2 separate regions of the Arachis hypogaea genome follow, and region 1 is linked to region 2. Evidence: chromatin contacts called from public Hi-C data. All regions are on one chromosome and are shown on one strand. The core of a region is the stretch at or near the end of the contact, and the rest is flanking DNA. Distances in the headings are between cores, read along the strand shown.

Region 1 (3,582 bases), core at 885-3,384, 38 kb before region 2:
TAATTAATATTAATTACTTTTTTTTAATTTTTTTTTAACATTTATAATTTAAATTTTATAATTTATATTTTAAAATTTATGATTTAGGATTTAGAATTTAAAATAAACAAAAAAATTTTAAAAAAATAGCAAAAATTGGTTCCGAAACATTTATCTAATATTAACTATTGAATAACGTAACTTTCTTTTAGTCAATTATAAAGTGGTAAATAAATCTTTAAGAATTTACATTTTGGATAAATTAATCTATAAAAAAAATATATTAATAAAATTCTCAAACATATTATTTTTAAACTAGATCTTGTAATTAGAGTAAAAGATCTGAATTTAAATTACTTTATTTATATTTATTATTCTATAGGACTTTATTAGTATTTTTATTAGGGACTAATTTATCTAAAATATAATTTTTTAGGGATTTATTTGTCATCTTAGTATATTGATAGTTAATAAGAATCAATTAATTTATTTATTTTCTGATAAAGAAAGTATATATAAGACTTTAATTTAATGGGAGCTACTCAAATAAAGACGTCTAAAACATCTTTTTTTTAAAGATGTTTTCTAGTAATTAAAATTTAATACAAATAACTGATTAAATCGTGTTATTTTTGTCAAAATTGGATTAGACAAATCCATTTGGCCAAAAAATCGATAAACTAAATCTTGAACTGATCTAAATTAATATTTTTGTTTATAGAAAATAACTACAACACCTTTATTATAAAAAATGACAAAATACGTTTATTTTATATATATATTAATTTTAAAAACCATAAATTCTAATCCTTCTCTTCTCTCTATGCCGTCATAGTAATATATAATTATATATGTGTGGTCCATTTATATATATTCGTATGGATCGGAGGAGACCACGTCCTTGGCGAAACTGAAAGGGTGTTGCTATTCTATTTTGTGAAATCCGAACGATGAACCCCACAGACAAGGCAGCGACTAAATCCAGAGGTAGGAGGAAAGAAAAATTAATAATAGATATGAGAAATAGTTGCATGTGATAGGGATATCATAATACGACAATAATAATGTTTGCAAGTTAATCAGATACGGAAAAAGTGAAAGTTAATGTATATAGAAACTTTTTAATTTGAGGTAATATATGTACACATTAGGTCTTTGTCAAACAAGATTTTCAGCCTGTATATGTTCGACGTGACTCTTAGGAGAACAGTGTAGCCTTCAACTAGGTGTCGGTATATAGAGGAATAACTAATAGGAGGATATTTGTATATGCAAAACAATAAAATAAAATCTCTCACATGAATCACATTATTAATTAGAAGCATCACGGTGCTTCGACTCAGTTTTGTTCAAATCATATCCCGCCAAAAACAAATTAAATAATCAACTAGCTAATCATATTATGACTTTGTTTGAGGTGCACCACACATATATGTTCCTTGCGAAAACACTCAAAAATCGGGAATCTTTGGTGGTCTTAGTGGAATGCACCCGCTTTTGTCTGGGTACATTAAAATTAATTATTAAAATTAGAGTTTAATTTATTTTTAATATATATTTATATTTTAATATATATTTTATATTAATAATTAACTTTAATAACTGATTTTAATATACATATAAAATAGATATTTATCCTATTATTATCTCTGTTTCTTTGAATAGATGCAAAAAAATGGAAAGCAGTGGTCCCTTGGAATAATAGGATCAGAGGGCCCAAGACCTAGCCTAAAGCGCTTTTTGTTGGGCCATAATTTGGGCCATTAAAATGTTACTGTGTCATGCTTTAGAGGATCACTCTCCGCCCTTTTTGTTGACACATCATGGGCTAACCGAACAGGCTTGCAAATTGCAAGTGTTATTCATCCTAAATCCTCAATAGCGTATTGTTTTATTGCTACAGGGGTTAGGTAGTATATAAATGTTATTAGGTGTGTATTAATTTCTTACCCTTGGTTCACTCCGATTAAGCAGGCATGAGAGATTCGAATCCCACTTTGTACATATAACAATCTTTAAATAGAATTTCGATTTGCAACGGATTAGTCCTCTGTTGGGTTAGGAAATACCATGGGTAAGCAAAAATAAAAATTTCTTACTCTTGGTCATGGGTGAGTATTAATTTGAAAGCAGGGAATGTTTGTAGCATTGGGGTATAATCTTGGGTGAGGAAGGGTTGTTTTTGTTTTTCGGTGTGGGCCGGTTCCTCTGGCCCAATACCAGACCCAAAAGAAAAATTCTGGCATACCAAAAAAAATACTGAAATGGCATACCATACCTTATTTTTTTTTTTCCGTAGATTTGCAAACAAGGATAAATGGATAATCTTTTCTGTTAAGCAATAAGCATATCATTTTTCACGGATAATGGAAGAGAAAAGTCTATGAAGCACCAAGAGTTTAGTTAGATAGAGTGGGGTCGAGTCAAGGGTTTTGGCTGGTTCACATTATCACCTTATTGCAGTTGAAGACAAAAGGTTCCCTTTCGTTTTCGCATTTACATTTAAATATTTTATTATGAAAAATTCTTAAATGTTTCGAAAGTGCAAGAGAATTGTATTATAATCAATAATATAACTGTATTTTAGGTAAAAAAATATATATATTAGTGCTAAATTCTATTTTAAAATATCATTTTTATTCTTAGTTATAAGCATACCAATAGTATTTTTCACCAAACATAAAAAAATATATATCAATATGCTGCTCCTTTACTATCACAAAAATTACTTTTAACCACAAATTTTTAATGGTAATAACATAATAACCATTATATGTTTTATATAACTTGTATTTTTGTGGCAATTATATAGTTATTATTATTATTATTATATATTATGACAGTCTTTTTACTGCTATTAAAAAAATATTTAACGGTGGTTGTATTAAATTTTTTTACCAACAAAATATAAGAAGATTAATATCCAATTGCTGTTAAATATATAATTATTAAAAATAAAATAAATAATTGCTAAAAGTGATTTGTATAGTAGTACTTGAATATATAAGAAGTACTTCTCTTTTTAAAATAGGTTTAAATATTCTGTCGGTCCTTATAGTTTCACCAAATTTTCAATTACGTCTTTATATATATATTTTTTAATTGAATCTTTATATCATATTAGATTTTGTAACAAAATTTATACCGTGATAAAAATATTGGAATTAATGGAATATTTTATTAAACTATATAAATTTTCAATCAAATGTTAAGTATATTCTTTTTGTTTAATAAAATATGTTAATTCTAATATTTTTGTCACGACAGGAATTTAGTTACAAAATTTAATATAATATAAAAATTCAATTAAAAAAAATAAAGTATAAAAACTTAATTAAAAATTTAATAAAACTATAAATATTAGTAGAATAGTTAAACCTTTAAAATATGTATATCCCTTACTTTTGATATATCTCGTACATATATATGACTCAACTAAATTGACTAAGTAGGATAAGTTATGTAAAATGGGACATGCAATATGAAGCATATATGGTCAATGTGCAAGTAAATTGTATAAGTTGATTATATCTATCAAAGATAATTCATATATAAAACATTAAAATTATATACTAAAATTATCTACTAAAATTAATTATTAGT
Region 2 (3,259 bases), core at 706-3,205:
CATCATTTTCTTTCCTTCTCATCACAGGTCTTAATTAATTTGTGTTAAATTCTGACCCAAATTAAAATCCCAAGTCCCAACCTCCAACTGTACCATAAAGCAACACCTATTCTAGTATGCATGTTCACATCTCTTTAATGTTTTGGCCATGCATGCAGTAAATGCATTTCTTTTGTATCACCAAAACAACAGACATAAATCAATGCGATGGCAGTGAGATATCTACATGTACTTTGGTTTTTGTATCTTGGATAAATTATTATTTAATTGTTACTTGTGTTAAGAATGACTTACGTTGGTGTGAAAATCAAGTATCTAAGGAGAGGAAACCTTTCAAAAGTCTCATGTGGGACCACTTCAACATTGCAATGACCCAAGCACCTCAGAAAGTCAAAAGTCAAAACATAACCATACACCAAGCTTGCTGATCCATATCCCATTATGGATGCCCCTAAAACAGGGATTCCTATCACCACCGTCAAAACAAGGTGCTCCAATAGTGTTGCATTTCCAGCTGCATCATCATCATTATTCCAAGATTATTTATTTGCACTTGTTTAATAATTATTAATGAGTTAATTTTCTCACCAGTAAATGGCCCCGGAACAGGAGAAGAATGATGAAGTGAATGGTAATGAGTGAAAAGAAAGTGATGTTCATGAAACTTTCTATGCATCCAATAGTAAAGTGGCTCTGAGACTCCCACGTGCAGAATCATAGCAGCAACAACACCTTTCATATTCCATAATGGAAGATCTTGAAGAAATGGAAACACATAGCAAGCCATGGACCCAACTAGTGCTTGAAGAATCAAGAAGTTGTCCCTATTCCACAATTAGGAAAACACAAACACAAACACTAATAACTTTTATCATCAATAAATGTTTAAGTAGTAGTGTGTAGCAACAATAATGATTGTATATATATGTACCAGTCCCATTCTAGATCAATCTGCTTGAAATCCACACCTTGTTGAAGGATCCTTCGATTTCGATTGAGAAAAAGCATATGACTATAAGAACTCCACAGAACATGAACTCCTCCTCTTAGAATCCATAGTATGATCAAGTGAAGGCTCCAGCAGCTGATCATGGAGTAGAATTCCACCCCATTCAACCATTCATACACAACCTTCCCCACCAATGGACCATATAACACATACTATATTTATGAAATTGAAAACACACAAGTAGTTAGACTTATTCTATATACATAACAGATGCATCACATAAATATATATATATATAATATAATATACCTTGAATAATCCAAAATTCTCCCATGGCCAGCTTGATAAAGGAGCACTAGTACTACCCATTTCACTGCACTAGGTTCTGCTAGTTTAAGATATTTACAAACCTTGTTAAATGTATGTATGGTATCTTTCTTTTCTTTCTGTATTCTCCTAAAGCTCAATAGAGCCCCAAAAAACTATGGCAGCCAACGAGCAGAAACTGGAAAAGATCCCAAAAACAAACAATAATGATAGTATCAGAGAAGAAGGAAAGAAAACAAAAAAGAAGGGAACACCAAAGTGTTAGAGAGCTGAAGAGGTTTAATTTGTTTCTGCAAAGAACCAAATTGTTTTTTGTTTCAATTGGGGATCTCTTACAATCACCACGTTTGAGCTACAACTAGAAGCATTTATTCCTACATCACCTATTTATAAAGGCAGATGAAACTAGTGTATGTGTGTATCAAGTTAGTTCAATGCCCCCTGGGCCCTGGCCCCCTCCTCATACATGTCTCTTTCTCATCATTCATACCAATTTCTTAATTCTATATTATCATTAAAAATAAGAAAGAATTCATAAAATAAAGAGGTATATATATGTATTACACTTGCCATGCATGTTAATAATACCACTAGTGTATGTCCATTAATCCCAGAACATAATTTGAACCAGAGATTCTTGCTAGCTGCTAGTAGCCAGTTAGTTGCACTTGTATTAATTATTATAAGTATGATTATTGATTAGTTCATACATGACAGGATACAGTATTAGTGGTTCACTAATCACTAATCCACGCGTTCTTGGCACAGCTGGAGAGAAGTTAATGCACCATATGGTTGGAAGATGAGACAGTAATAGTGTTTAATTCTCTCTCTCCAATCTCATAGTATTAGTAGTATTATTATTCATAAGGGTAGGTTAGGGGTCTGTTCAATATGTGGTTTTCAATAATAGTTTTTTTTTTTGATGAGCAAAGGGGGGAAGGACCCCAACAGCAAAAGAAAACAGAAAAGAAAAAAGCAAAAATAAAAGAGCAGATCAGGACCCTCTTAAACGGAGGGCCCCGTAACAATCACAAAAAAGTGCATAAGTAATATCAGATGGTGCTCTATCAAACAGGTGTAAACCAAGAGGCATGTCTTGCCCTTTTTTGGCTAGAAGGTCTGCTACAGAGTTAGCTTCACGAAGGGAGTGTAACCAAATAATGTGCTGCAAGCGAGCTGCCATGATACGAATGTCCTGAATGAGGGGGGCACAGGGATGAGTTGGGGAGCAGCCATGATTGATGAACTTGATAGCCGCAGCTGAATCAGATTCTACGACAATGGACTGGTATCCGTTAACTACCGCAATTTGTAGGCCATGGACGATTGCCCATAATTCAGCATGCATAATAGAGCATCCACCTAAATTACATGAGAAACCTTTCAAAAATCTACCATCTGCATCTCTAAACACTCCACCACATGCCGCATTGTTTCTATAGGCATAAAGGGAGCCGTCAACATTAAGTTTAACAAAATCTGTAGGGGGTCGAGACCAAGCAATGTAACAATTCCCGGCAGCCTGGAGGTTCCTGGGTAGAATGTTGCTTTTCGTGACTTTTAGAAACTCCTCCGACCGCGCTTTAATTCGACTCACCGCTGTGACCATAGGAACAGACTGGCCATTAAAAATGAGCTTGTTCCTGAAGTGCCATATAGAGGAGGCAGCTACACCAAAGAGACATGGCCAGTCATTCTTGCTAGTGAGGTTCTGCATCAACCAGTCCTTCAGATCCGTATTGAAAAAAGAGTTCACAAAATTGGGAGGGAGAAGATATTTCCAAATGCATTGTGCGTAGGAACAGTCTCGTAGCACATGAATAACTGTTTCATCATGATGATGGCACCGTGGGCAGGAATCATCGTTCGTCAGGTGTCTTCGCCTTCTCTCTGAATTAGTAAGGATGGCATTATGAGCCACCAACCAGAGGAACGTTCTGATTCGCTCCGGACCTTGCCAATTCCAGACTTGCCTAAAAA

The links. A called contact is a pair of places that touch in the nucleus more often than the background predicts.
Region 1: a Hi-C map of an unstated tissue shows a contact between it and region 2, with 2.2 times the contacts expected there. The contact joins the enhancer-like site here to the promoter of LOC112723491 in region 2. A contact is called at or near these places in 4 of 8 Hi-C or Micro-C datasets (leaf and an unstated tissue).

Annotation. Positions count from the first base shown.
Region 1 is chr11:147,324,498-147,328,079 of arahy.Tifrunner.gnm2.J5K5, reverse strand. No RefSeq gene overlaps it. Among protein-coding and RNA genes, the nearest start is that of LOC140176289, 18 kb to the right of the region's middle. Within about 2 kb of position 2,134, at least 3 of the 3 cell types and tissues checked have open chromatin away from gene starts, as enhancers often do.
Region 2 is chr11:147,287,085-147,290,343 of arahy.Tifrunner.gnm2.J5K5, reverse strand. LOC112723491 (very-long-chain aldehyde decarbonylase CER3) reads right to left here and starts at 1,955. Exons shown (of 15, transcript XM_025774881.3): 1 at 1,847-1,955; 2 at 1,259-1,454; 3 at 932-1,161; 4 at 589-824; 5 at 295-514. The coding sequence starts at 1,318.